Regions from separate parts of the Mus musculus genome. Here regions 2 and 3 are each linked to region 1. A link is a contact called in public Hi-C and HiCAR-type data. All regions are on one chromosome and are shown on one strand. Each heading gives the region's core, a stretch centred on a gene start, on an enhancer-like site or on the middle of the called end of the contact. The rest is flanking DNA. Distances are from core to core; before and after follow the strand shown.

Region 1 (4,331 bases), core at 1,169-3,668:
GCACAGGACGGATGTGATACCTGAGCGCACCCCTGTCATGCGAGTTCCTAAGCCTATCCGGGCTTATAAATAAGAAACTCTCAGGACGGGACGCAACCATGTGACAGTGAGCAATTCAATTATGGAGCAGATTATGATTCTAAGTTTTCTTGCCAATTTCAGATTTCTCTATCTCCTCCAACATAGTATTTAAAAACAGAACACAACACAAACACAGAAACCATTGTGCTCAGAAAATACATGAACTGAGCAAAAGAGAGAAGGCTCAGTGCGTAAAAGCACCCGTGCCCAAGCCTGAGGATCTGAGCGTGAGCCCCTGACATCCACGTGGAAGGAGAGGACTGACTCTTACCAATGTGTCTTAGGACTTCACATTCTCTCTCTCTCTCTCTCTCTCTCTCTCTCTCTCTCTCTCCCTCTCTCTCTCCCTCTCTCTCCCTCCCTCTCCCCCCCTCTCTCTCATACACACACACACACACACACACACACACACACACACACACACACACACACAAATAACGGAAAACAACCCTATTTTTCTAATCAGCATCGAGCTGGTTTTTTTCCTTTAAAAAGTCTGCCAATCATGCATTACTTGAGTAGAACATAAACAGTGCCCCCTTGCTTTACTTCTGTCTATGAAATAATATCTGAAAATATACCTGTTCAAAGATGCTTATTTCAAAAACCTGTTTGTCTCTTGATTAGTTTAAAAATGTGTGATAATAAAGTAAGAATATTCATGGAATAAGCCACTACATTTATTCTCAGTATAGATACCCAGAGAAGACAGGAGGAAAGAAAATCAAGCAAAATACAAACTAAATCAGGAAATCATGGCCATGATATCAAGATGAATACTGGTAATTCTTTTTTTTTTCCCTGAAGACTTCATTAATATTTGCTGCTGACTGAAGAGCTGCTCCGGAGGTCATGAGAGCAGGAGAGCCTTTCCTGCCCCTCAAAGGCTGCAGTACTCAGGACCTTGCCTGGGCTGCATAGCAGAGCTCGCCCTGGTGGAATGGGGGTCTTTATACTTTATGTCTAGTGGTACAATAAGTTCTTATAGCTATAAGAACTACAGTCATGGGAAAGATTTAGAAATTTACTGGTTAAATTATGTGAATAAAATAAAGTGAAATTGAAAAAAAAGGAAGTGTTTTAGATTGCTTAAAAAAAAAGGCTCTTGCTGAGCATGGTGGCGCACACCTTTAATCCCAGCACTCAGGATGCAGAGATCTCTGAGTTCCAGTTCATCCTGGTCTATATAGAGTTTCAGGACAGCCAGAAAGAGAAACTCTGTCTCAAAAAAACAAAACAAAACAAACATCTCTGCAAAAGGGGGTAAAATCCCCAACTTGCTGATAAAATTCAATTCCCAGCACCCAGATATCTGCAGACACTGCATACATGTAGTGGCCATAAATACATACACATGTACACACACATACACATACATATATGCATGCATGCATGCATACATACATACATAAAATTTTGGCATAGATATACATAAAGTAACAGTAAATAGATCTTATTTTTTAAAAGGAAAGAGACGAGACTCTGTCTAGTCTAAACATAAGCAACAGGACCCAAATCTAGTAATCAATAATAATAAATAATGATAATAAATGTTCCCAACATCCACCACCATTCTCCCCTCCCCCTTCGGTGTGCATGTGGCTTCTTCATTTATGTAAACCTGAGGTATACTATACTTGATTTGATGCAAAAATTTGGCATTTCTTCACTTGAATTTTTCTTTTTCAAGTGTTTTATTTTGAAGCAACTTTGGATTTGCAGGGACATCTTAAGAACATTCTAGAACATTCCATGTACCCGACTTCAAGGACACTCTCCAGCTTTCACCAGTTCTTCAGAAATTGAAATAAACTCAAATGCCAAACCTGCAGTTATTGTTGAAGTAAACTCTGCCATACTTCCCAATTTCAAAACTATGAATATTTAGTCAGTAAACTGTCATTTAGTTCTCAATTCCACATTAACTCTGAATGGGCACAGCTTTTCACTTCCCCCACAGCACCTGCCTCAGTAGTTACATCACTGGGGTTGGGGGCAGCTTACTATCTACTCTTGGACCCTTCATCTTGGACCCTGTCTTCAAGATGCCTTTGTCACAACTGCAGGATTCACAACAGTGCTTGGTTGACATTGAACAAATACTCAGTAATCTTGGGTAAAAATAAAAGAATTAATGAATGCTTATGTAGATGAGTAAATTGCCTGTGTGTGTGTGTGTGTGTGTGTGTGTACTAGGGGAGATGTAAGAGGCATAATAAAAAGTACAGCCATTGAGATGCAGTTCTGAAAGTCTGACCTTCTGTTACCAGTCATGCACAGCGGAACTGCAGGAAGCCTGTGTGTTAGTCACTGCAGCGTCACTCACAGGAACACCACTTAAAATTGCTGCTTTGAAAGCCAGCTCTTTCAAAGTCAATCTGTGCTCTTGTGTTGGTTCACTCAAACAGTATTTCCTGGCCTTATTCATTTGATACACCAAGTCGATGAGATAAAGTTTAAATAATGCTCCAAATTAAAATAATTAAAACATGAATCATTCTCTGTAAAAATGTATTTGGAAAAAAATCCACAAATAGCGGACACTGTTGTGATTCAGAACAAGGCAGTTTGAGGAGGCCGATTAAACAGTGACAAGGCCGTGGGCGAATGAGGCATCCGACCCCTCCTCACTCCCACTGCCGGCCTCCGAGACCAAAGTTCAAGGAATTAACTGCCAGGTTGGAGGAAGAATGAAAAGAGCAGGAAACAGGGTGACCTTTCCTGTGTTTTCTATGAATCCTTATATCTTTCCACTGTCAAACGTTATAAAGTGTGTCAAGAAATCAAAACCCTTCATCATGTGACTGATTCAAAGAAGCGATAATCATTCCAGAAAAAACAACATAAATTATGGATTTATCAAATAAAAAAGAAACAAGGGGATGAGCGTGGGACAAGTTCGGAGTTCTCCGCTACACTTGGAGAATGACTCCTTCTTCGGTCTGGAGCTGCCCCAGGAGGGAGAGTGGACACTAACAAATTAATTCAATATGGCACAAACTGACCCCAAGAGTCCAAGGTGACCACTGTCCCTCCCGGAACATCCTCAGGTTGTGATGCAGAGGGTTTAAATACCTCAAATTCTCTGTCAAACTAAAGATTTAATAGGATAATTTTCTCAGTGCCAAGAAACACGTTAAATATTAACAACAAAAGGAGGTTGAAGGAAAACTTCCTCTCCTGACTCCATATATAAGTTTGAAAGCACTCATAATGCTAATAAATGCTTAAAATACCTAACCTTACAGTTAGCTTCTTTCTCTACAAAAAAGTTCAGCAATAATTAGTCATTTAAGGCTAAGATTATTAATTTGTAACTATTTTATATAACCAAAAGATAAGCGGAATAATTTCATATTATTTTGAACCAAAGATTATTTAATGGAAACAAATATATAATTAAAATTTATCAAAACTCCATAATGCTTACTCAAGAAAATCCATATGAATTCTTAATTTTAATGTATACATTTGCTATTAGGCAAAGCAATGAATCAGAAAAATTTGACAGAATGGGTCAGAGATTGGACATGTCCAACTCACACAAGAACAGCACAGGAAAGGGAGGGAGGTGGGGGGGAGAAAGAGGAGGAAGGAGGAGGGGGAGGGAGGAAAGGGGAGAGGGAGGGAGGGAGAAGGGGGAAGAGGGAGGAAAGGGGAAAGGGAGAGAGGGGAGAGGGAGGGAGATAGATGTGTGGTGTGTGTAGTTGTGTGTGTGTGTGTGTGTGTGTATGAGAGAGAGAGAGAGAGTGTTTTATCATGACAGTTTTACAGAGACAGGTTGCAGAGAGAACAAACTAAACACAGGTAAAAACAGAATGAACCAGAGAATGAAAAAGCCAGAAGATTAGGACATATTGCCAAAGTTAGTTTGAGGCTAAGCAGAGAAATTCAGTCAGAAGCTGAGAGATGACATATTGAATCAGTCAGCTTAGAAGATTAGATTGTATGGAGACTGGGAACTTCCAGGCCTAGGCCTAGGAATAGTTTAGAACAGAGAAAGAAAGTCTGAGCTCAGTCCAAGTATCAGCAGAGCTTGGGTACAGCTCTCACCTGATCCCTGTATCTGAGGGAAAAAAAATAGCAACAATTACATCTGTCAAATAAAAGTTACTTTTACAACTGGGTTCTACAAAAAGGGCTGCAAACATTGGTGACTCTCAATGCTCTGCTAATGTTTTTAAAATCCACTTTGTAATGACAGAACCAAGGTTCCTAGAAACAGTGAGTGCACACACTCCAGAGGAGTT
Region 2 (4,331 bases), core at 1,000-3,499, 110 kb before region 1:
AGATGTCCTTGCTTTTAACTGTATTCTAGAAAGTCCTCTATGACATGAAACCTACTCATCTTTGGTAAACCCAGGCATTGGGTCTTTTAGAGAGCATTTTTGCATGGCCAGTGGGAAAATGTGTAGTTTTTGCTGGTTAGCTGTCCTCAAATGAAAAGATCTTCCTTTAGTCTCCTTTATAACTAACCTGAAGGGAGAGTCCTGCTCAGAAACAGGCAGCTAAGAATATGCCTTCCAGAATCAATCCTTACAATGGAGAATTTGGTATTTGAATCAGAGCTTGAAGAACCACACAAACCAGACATCACTTCTAACCCCTGGTGAGCTTTCCTAGCACTGCAAGTTGCTCTATGGGATTCTGGGAGGGAAAGGGTTATCAGCAGTCTTACCCAATGGGGAACTCTGTGTGTGTGCTACAGTGACAGGCAGCAGCATGGCAAGATACGTCCCGAGGTATAATAACGTCCTGTGTGTTATAGGGATGTCCATCAGGTTTCTGGCTATATTTAAGGCCTACTCTGCAGGAGGAAACATATGCCTGGTAGTGTAAATCTGGCCAAGAACCAAAGATCCTTTCTTTAAGGGTGTGGCCCCAGATAGGTCCACCACATTCCAGTGAGCTGCCTCACACCCATGTATATAAGCAGTACAGATTGGACTCAGTGATTTATAGAAAAACAAAGACAGGGGTAATACAATCAAATTACATGTAGATACAAATAAAATTATCAAAGAACTGATACAAATATTCTGTTAAAAAAAATCAAGCCAGGCGTGGCACCACATGCCTTTAATCCCAGCACTTGGGAGGCAGAGGCAGGCTAATTACTGAGTTCAAGGCCAGGCTGGTCTACAAAGTGAGTTCCAGGACAGCCAGGGCTATACAGAGAAACCCTGTCTTGAAAAACAGAAAAAAAAAAAAAAAAAGAAAGAAAGAAAGAAAGAAAGAAAGAAAGAAAGAAAGAAAGAAAAGAGAAATTAACTCAAATTTATCATCAGAATCCTGTGTATTGGAGTTAGGTGGCCAACAGAAAAATTGGGAACTATTAAAATACAGAGAAACCCTGTCTCAAAAAAAAAACAAACAAACAAAAAAACCGAACAAACAAACAAACAAAAAATCAATGGGCTGGAGAGATGGTTTAGTGGTTAAGAGCACTGACTGCTCTTCCAGAGGTCCTGAGTTCAATTCCCAGCAACCACATGGTGGCTCACAACCATCTGTAATGGGATCTGATGCCCTCTTCTGGTATGTCTGAAGACAGCTACAGTGTATTCATATAAATAAAATAAATAAATCTTTTTTTAAAAAATCAATGCATATGGCAAGTTGTAAAAAGAAATTAGCTCGCCAGGTGGTGGTGGCACACGCGTTTAATCCCAGTACTTGGGAGGCAGAGACAGGCAGATTACTGAGTTCGAGGCCAGCCTGGTCTACGAAAGAAAGAAAGAAAGAAAGAAGAGAAACTAACTCAAATTTATCATCAGAATCCTCTGTATTGGAGTTAGGTGGCCAGCAGAAAAATTGGGAACTATTAAAATCAGAATGTTGCTATTTGTGAAATGCTGGGGCCTCATGCAGACTTTTGTGACTCGGAGTGCAGAAACTACTATTTTTCTGAGGAGCAGGGTGGACCCGTGACTTGAGATTTGTAAGGGAAAATCTGACATGGAAATCAGTATCAGCTACAGGCAATGCTATCAACTCTGCTTTCAGGGCGTGACCTAAGCAGCACGTGAAGGGGCTCTGGGCTAGATCTCATGGCTCGCTCTTCTGGAATGAGGAATTTGACAGACAGGGAGCTTAGCGCTGGGGACTCTGTTCAACAAGAGGGTAAGGCCAAGGCTCTGTGCCAACAGGAGAGTTTGTTAATTCAACTTCCTTTAAAGGCTTATAAATTGTAACGATCTTGTTTGGATGACTCAGTCCTGCTGGGACCCAGCTTGTGAGAATCTTTCTGATCAAAGTTCCTCTTTCAGGCAGGCAGTGGCTGACCAGGCTATCATCTGTGTTCAGAAAGTTCTGTTATCTTTCTCCAAGGGATTGGATTGCCCGTCTGTAATTTTCTTTATACAACAAGCATAATCGCTATAAAATATGTCTTGATTTTCAGTAATCAGAGATTCATAGGAAATTGCACAGGTAGAATGTAGAGGCCCCTCATACCGTTCAGCTAGACTCTCTCAGTGCAGCACCTTAGGTAAATACAAATAAGGACCGCCACCATTTTTATGTCTATGACTAAGTAGCAAACTCAACTGTTGTGCAACTGAGCTCCAGAACCCATTTCTCTTGCAAAACTTCAACTCTGTCTATTAGACACCATCTCCCCATTCTCTGCAAGGCTAGTCCTTGAATCTCCCGTTCCTCTTGGGGTTTTGCTAGTTTAGTTATCTCATATAAATGGAAATGTGCAGTGTTTATCTATTTTTAAGGTTTAAGGTTTTAAGGTTTTGTTTTGTTTTGTTTATGTATGAGTGTTTATCTGGGCATATGCATGTGCTAGAGAGGGCTCCAGATCCACTGGAATTATAGACAACTATGAGCCACTGTGTGGGTTCAAACAGTAGGCCCCAGATAATTAAAATTTCTCTCAGGACTCCTATCAAAAGCCTGGAGCTAGCTAGAAAAAGAACTGTGAGATTTCATACAGTTTTGACATGGTGTCAAAACTTAGTGACAGGCACCACCACAGCTTGACCTGGACTGCTCAGCTCTTGCCTTCTGCTTAAACCTAACCCTTTTGTCAGTAAACTCAAAGTAGACTTGGGGAATGACTAGACCTCTGTTCATCATTCTTTCCAGTATGGCCGCAATGAATACATTTGTTCTGCTTTTCTCTCTTTTCCTCATCTAGGTCAATTGTGGATGGGTGGCCAAGCCTCAATTGGACCGACCAGAACCCAAGATTTTGTCTTAAACTCCTGATAATAATGACAGTGGACATTTGATCCACAACTTCAGTAGCAGTTACCCAAGGAAGCTATCTCAACCCTCTGCAGCAGTCAGCCATAATTGCTAACCACTAACTCAGCTGCTACATTCCCTGTTTCCTGCTCCTCTTCCAATGAAGGATCGACAGGGAAAGTCAAATTTTCTCCTCAAATCAAATATATTGGCATGCCTTGCCTTTAGTTAGTTTGCTTGAGTTTCTACCAATGGGCGAGAAGGACGCCATTTTTCCTGTAATAGACATTGTCACCAATGGCCTCTGTTCTCATTTGAGGACCTTCCCTTGTCTCCACTTGACTTCACTGTTCACCTGGTGATGTTGCCAATAGTGGTTGGTAAAAGTTGATACACATTTTTGCATGAATTGTGTATTCTTCATTGATTTTTGTGAGAAACACATTCAGCACTTAACTGTTTATTGTGTATGTACTTTTTTGTTTTGTTTTTTAGATAAAGTCTCACTCACTTTTTATGAACTAATTATGTAGACCAGGCTGGCCTCCAACTCAAAGAGATCCTCCTGCTTCTGCCTCCCAAGTATGTAGTTAACGGCATGCCTGGAACATAAATGCTCCTTATAAAGCTAACTTGTTAAGGGTGAATATTTTTAACTGGCAAACTAGAAAATGACCCATATGCTTTAGCCATTTTCCTGCTCCTGAGACCCATGTTCCACTCTGATTCCTGCAAATACTTCAGTTGAGTGGAATTCTGCTTGGCCAAAGCCATGACCCATTCCTGCATAATAATCTGTGATAAGCATTATAGCAAATGAATAAATAAATAAGTAGAGGGAGTAATGCTCCATCCCTCCCTTGACCAATGTCTCATACAGAGCCTGTGTGGCCAGGAGGACCTGAGGTCCCACTTCTTAGTGGGCAGTCTGCAGAAAGAGGGACATGGCTACTAATCTAGACCCTGTTCCTTGTCTTATCTTGAGCCCATAGGTCTGGGCCATCCACAGTCTTCTGAGTGGCAGTGATGGCATGGACCGTGGTTGTCATGGATGACCTTGGCCAGCGGGGCTAAGCAGTTCTCACCCTGTTTCTAAAGAGGGCACTTCACAGAAGGGGCTGAGACATGCCTTAGTTAGGGTTTCTATTGTTTTGACAAAACACCATGACCAAAAAGCAAGTTGGGAAAGAAAGTGTTTATTTGTTTTTTTTTTTTTTTTTACTTCTAGTTCATAGAGGAAGTCAGGACAGGAACTCAAGCAGGGCTGGAACCTGGAAGCAGGAGCTGAGGCAGAGACCACTGAGGGGTGCTGCTTACTGACTTGCTTCCCTCCGCCTCCTCCCCACCTCCCAGCTTTTCAGCTTGCCTCCTTATAGAACCCAGGACTAGCAGCCCAGGAACAGCATTACCCACAATGGGCTGG
Region 3 (4,331 bases), core at 470-2,969, 69 kb after region 1:
CATTCAGGTGGCAGTGGGTAACAGCAGGTGTGGTTATTTAAATGGATCTATCCTCAGAGCACTTACTGTCCACAGTTCAGCATGAACTGAAGGCAACATGCCACAGTGTCACTAACTGCTCCTGACATGTGAGATTTACCACCGGAATATAAAATGGGTCTTGGATTTAACAGCACATAATTAGTTCCTGTGACACCCAGAAAAGAGAATCTTGCCAGCAAGGGGGGATGGGATGACTCTCCGCAGCAACATCCACTGGTGATATATAACCACTTGCCAAGGCCCTGCCATTTAGAGCATGGCATATAATTCAGCTTCCCTCCCCCACATGCTGGCCAAGAAGCAGGACAAGATTCAGGATTGCTGACTTCTTAATGAGTCTCATGCAAATGACTTAGCCCATAAGGCTCTGCAGAGCCCAGTTGTGGAATTAATACCTGTAACTGTGTAACAGAAATGCAGCTTGAGTTTTGTCCCTTATCTCTGATCTGAGTGTGGGGCTTAGTCTTCATTTTTAGTTCTGTGCCTCTACTTTCTAGTCTGTAAAATGGGAGTCAAACACATCCTCCAAGATGTTACTGTTGGGAGTGAATGCGTGGACGCAGAATGCAGCCAGCCCATCCTTGGCCCATAGCAACCAGCCATTAATGGTAGCTATTAATAAAACCTCATTTATTATAAAACGTCTGTTCTAATTCTTAATCGAAACTAGCTCAGAATGGCCTTCTCCTCCGTGAAGATACAGTGGAAAGAATATTATGATTGTTATGACTACAAGAGGATGGAAGGAACAAACCTCTGAGGGGGAGAGGCCAGTCAGAGGCTGAGAGAGTAAAAGGATAGGAGTGAAGAATTACTTGGCCAGAGGAAATAAATGAAGGTGGGAGTTTAAATACGAGGGAGGGGCAAGAAAAGTCAGTAAAAGAGGAAATAAAAGGAGAAGCCAGGACAGTGGAAAGAGATACCAGGTGGCCAGGAGATCATTGAGGGATAAACAATGAAACAAAGTATAAACAGGGTAGTTCTAGTTTCCATTAGCAACCACAGGCTTGGATGAATTCTTCCCTTAAAAGTATTAAAGTTTCCAAAAGAAGATACACTGTCGCAATCATTGTGCACTGGCTAATAGCATACTCTTCTATATTGTTTTTTTTTTTTCACTTTTTAAAAGGCAACAATGGCATATTTGTCTCCAATTGCCTAAAGAAGGACTTACCTAATTAGACAGATCAGACACTGTTACCTCAAATTCGCATGTCATGTTCCTCTACCCCACAACCCACCTGAATCTTAGTGAGTGAGTGAGTGAGTGAGTGAGTGAGTGAGTGAGTGAGTGACTGTTTGCTCTGCAACTATAAGGACCTAAGAACAAATCCCAAGAGGCCATGTAAAAAGCCAGGCATATCTGTATGTGTGTATCTGTGAGCACTGGAGGAGTGTTAGGGTTTCTGTTGCTATGATAAAAGACCATGGCCAAAAGGAACTTTGGGAGGAAAGGGTTTATTTCAGCTTACACTTTCAGGTCAGACTCCATCAACAAAGCAAGTCAAGATAGGAACTCAAGGCAGGGACCCGGAGGTAAAAACTGAAGCAGAGACCATGGAGAAATGCTGCTTACTGGCTTGCTCCTCATGATCTGCTCAGCTTTTCTTATACTGTCTAGGGTCACCTGTCCAAGGTTTACAGTGCCCACATCAATCATTAATCAAGAACAGGCCCTACAGACCAGCCTCTTGGCCTCTCTTATGGAGACATTTGCTCCATTAAGATTCTCTCTTTCCAGATATGCCCAGGTTCATGTCACGTTGCCAAAATTCAACCAGCACAGGGAGGTGGGGTGCAAAGAGGGGAAAGTACTGAGAGCCAGACACTTAGAATCTGTAAGCTCCCACTTCAGTCAGAGGCCCTTATCTTGAGGCAATAAAGCAGAGAGCCATAAAGGAAGATGTTTCACGGTCTGCTCCGGCCTCCGAGTGCATGTATTTGTGTGTGCGCCTGGCACACACTCATAGCACACACACACGAAAGATGATTCTGTCCAGCATCATTCATTCTCTCTCTCTCTCTCTCTCTCTCTCTCTCTCTCTCTCTCTCTCTCTCTTTCTCTCTCTCTCTCTCTCTCTCTCTTTGTTTTGTTTTTCGAGACAGAGTTTCTCTGTATAGCCCTGGCTGTCCTGGAACTCACTTTGTAGTCCAGGCTGGCCTTGAACTCAGAAATCTGCCTCCCGAGTGCTGGGATTAAAGGTGTGTGCCACCACACCCGGCACATCATTCTCCATTTTTAACTGTTACTGTCCTGCATCTCTTTCCATTCCTAACAGTTCTGTGGTCCTTCCCTAAGCTTTCCAACTTTTAAAAAAAATCAATTTTGAACTCATTTTAATCTCATTTAAAGTTGCAGGAGCAGCACAAAGCGGATAGCAGTCCCTCTGTCTCCTTCACCTTGGTAACCAGTTCTTCAGTCTTTAGCATCCTCCTGAACCACCAGACAGTGAGTTCCCTGTATATGCCAGCGTATAGCGCACAAAACAATGGCTCCCTCCTATAGGACAATTTTCTGAGCATCCCAGTTAGTAAGTCAACATGGTTAAAGAGACATTATCCAATTCATGGACACCAGTCAGCTGGGATCCAACGACAGCATTAATCGAAGATTTTAGGATCAAATGCAAGATCGTGTGCTCCAAGTATGGTATCTATGACCTTGCTCTAAAACAATCCCTTAGACTCTCCCCACTGCCTCTCTCATCCTTGACAGGTTTCAAGAGTCACAACTCATTCTCTATCAGGGGACGTGGGCCAACCTCACCTGGGTCTATCTGATGCTCACATGACCTCACGCCATAGACTTCTGGTGCCACAGACCTCTGGTGAGACCACAGCAGGAACAACTGTGAGGCTACGTTATTTCTCTTGGTTTGTCGTTTGTTTTGCAGTGCTGGGAATAGAATTTAGGGTCTTCACACATGCTAGGCAAACTCTCTACCACTGAACTAGGCCAATTACTCTGACTATCAAGCTTGGCACCTCTGACTATTGCTGCCTCAGTAAACTCTCACAAGGGAAGCCTTCCAAATAATGAGTTTTCTATTTCCTAAATTCTTCCTATACCTGTTGTTCAACATCCACCCCAACTAACACAGTTAGAACGTTCCTCTCATTCATTTATCAATAAAGACTCATAGGATCCTAGTTCATTTAATGGCCCATCACTCATTACTATTACTGACTTATTTACTCATTGACAGGGAGAGAAGAAGGGAAGGAGGGAGAGGGAGAGGGAGGGGGGAGAGGGAGACAGAGAACACAAGTGAGGTCAAAGAACAACTTCAAGAGTCAGCTGTCATCTTCCAGCTGGCCGAAGCCGGATCTCTCCTGTTGGGTCTGCTCTCCCGCACACTCCAAGCTACCCTGCAACCTTCTGGGTGATTTTCCTGGCTCTCCCTTCCGTCTGGCCCCAGCAGTGCTGAGATTCTGCCGCATCCAGCTTTTCACATTCGTCCTGAGGACCAGACTGGGGCATGTTGTCCCACCGGGCCATGCTATTTATTTTGATGTCTCATTTTTCCAAGAAAACTGGCCAGTAAGTTTCTTTTGCTTTTATAAAGGCAGACTTCGTTAATATGAATTCATCCATCAGGTGGAATGTTCAAGGCCAAAAATAAACTCAGCTTTATGAATTTTCTTTAGGAATTACTAGACTCAGTGAGAAATCACTTGTGAATGGAAGCCATTTCCACTCATGGATGGAAAATATTTTCCCCTATCACCACCACTACCAGCACCACCACCACCACCACTAGTTGACATTCATCTTTGGTGAGAGGTATACACTCTTTCAAAATCATCTCTCAGGTAATGTTTAAAGGAGCAAGCCCACACTATCCTTCTTAAAAAGACAGGAGAGCTCAGGAGCCAGCATGATGGCTCACCAGGTAAAGGTACTTGTCACAACATTTAGTAACCTGAGTTGAATCTCCAGAACAAACACAAAGGTGGAAAGCGAGGACAGACTCCACAAGTTGTCTCCTCTCTCTCTGTCTCTCTCTCTCTCTCTCTCTCTGTCTCTGTCTCTCTCTCTGTCTCTCTCTCTCTCATACACACACACATACACAGTGTGTATGTGTGCCCTCCACCCATATTTCATGCATACACACAATAATAAAATAATTTTTTAAAGGGTAGAAACAATTTGAAAAGGAAACTTCAACACCAGGCACCTTCCCAACTTCCCATTCACCAGAATCCATCTGGTCTACTGTGTTTTCTGTTGCTGTGATAAACAGCATGAACAAGAACAACTTAGGGATCAAAGAGCTTCCTTCATCTGC

The links. Hi-C and Micro-C count contacts between places; a contact is called where the count stands out from the background. HiCAR-type assays count read pairs that join an accessible place to other places.
Region 2: a contact with region 1 is called in a Hi-C map of pancreatic cancer cells, with 2.2 times the contacts expected there. The contact joins two enhancer-like sites. A contact is called at or near these places in 2 of 484 Hi-C or Micro-C datasets (nephron progenitors and pancreatic cancer cells), 1 of 115 datasets of contacts at active chromatin or transcription factors (embryonic stem cells) and 3 of 9 other capture datasets (adipose tissue, liver and pancreatic islet).
Region 3: a HiCAR-type map of kidney shows a contact between it and region 1, with 2.7 times the contacts expected there. The contact joins two enhancer-like sites. A contact is called at or near these places in 1 of 39 promoter capture datasets (embryonic stem cells), 2 of 484 Hi-C or Micro-C datasets (Th1 cells and olfactory sensory neurons), 2 of 115 datasets of contacts at active chromatin or transcription factors (embryonic stem cells and kidney) and 3 of 9 other capture datasets (adipose tissue, liver and pancreatic islet).

The regions. Positions count from the first base shown.
Region 1 is chr2:76,502,693-76,507,023 of GRCm38.p6, reverse strand. The region is part of intron 2 of Osbpl6 (oxysterol binding protein-like 6); the gene reads right to left. Among named protein-coding and RNA genes, the nearest start is that of Gm52557, 74 kb to the right of the region's middle. Within about 2 kb of position 2,418, at least 38 of the 459 cell types and tissues checked have an H3K27ac peak or open chromatin away from gene starts, as enhancers often do. A contact at or near this core is called in kidney and pancreatic cancer cells, where this site is marked.
Region 2 is chr2:76,608,424-76,612,754 of GRCm38.p6, reverse strand. It overlaps a transcript of Prkra not described here. Among named protein-coding and RNA genes, the nearest start is that of Prkra, 37 kb to the left of the region's middle. Within about 2 kb of position 2,249, at least 42 of the 459 cell types and tissues checked have an H3K27ac peak or open chromatin away from gene starts, as enhancers often do. A contact at or near this core is called in pancreatic cancer cells, where this site is marked.
Region 3 is chr2:76,433,464-76,437,794 of GRCm38.p6, reverse strand. The region is part of intron 1 of Osbpl6 (oxysterol binding protein-like 6); the gene reads right to left. Among named protein-coding and RNA genes, the nearest start is that of Gm52557, 4.4 kb to the right of the region's middle. Within about 2 kb of position 1,719, at least 14 of the 459 cell types and tissues checked have an H3K27ac peak or open chromatin away from gene starts, as enhancers often do. A contact at or near this core is called in kidney, where this site is marked.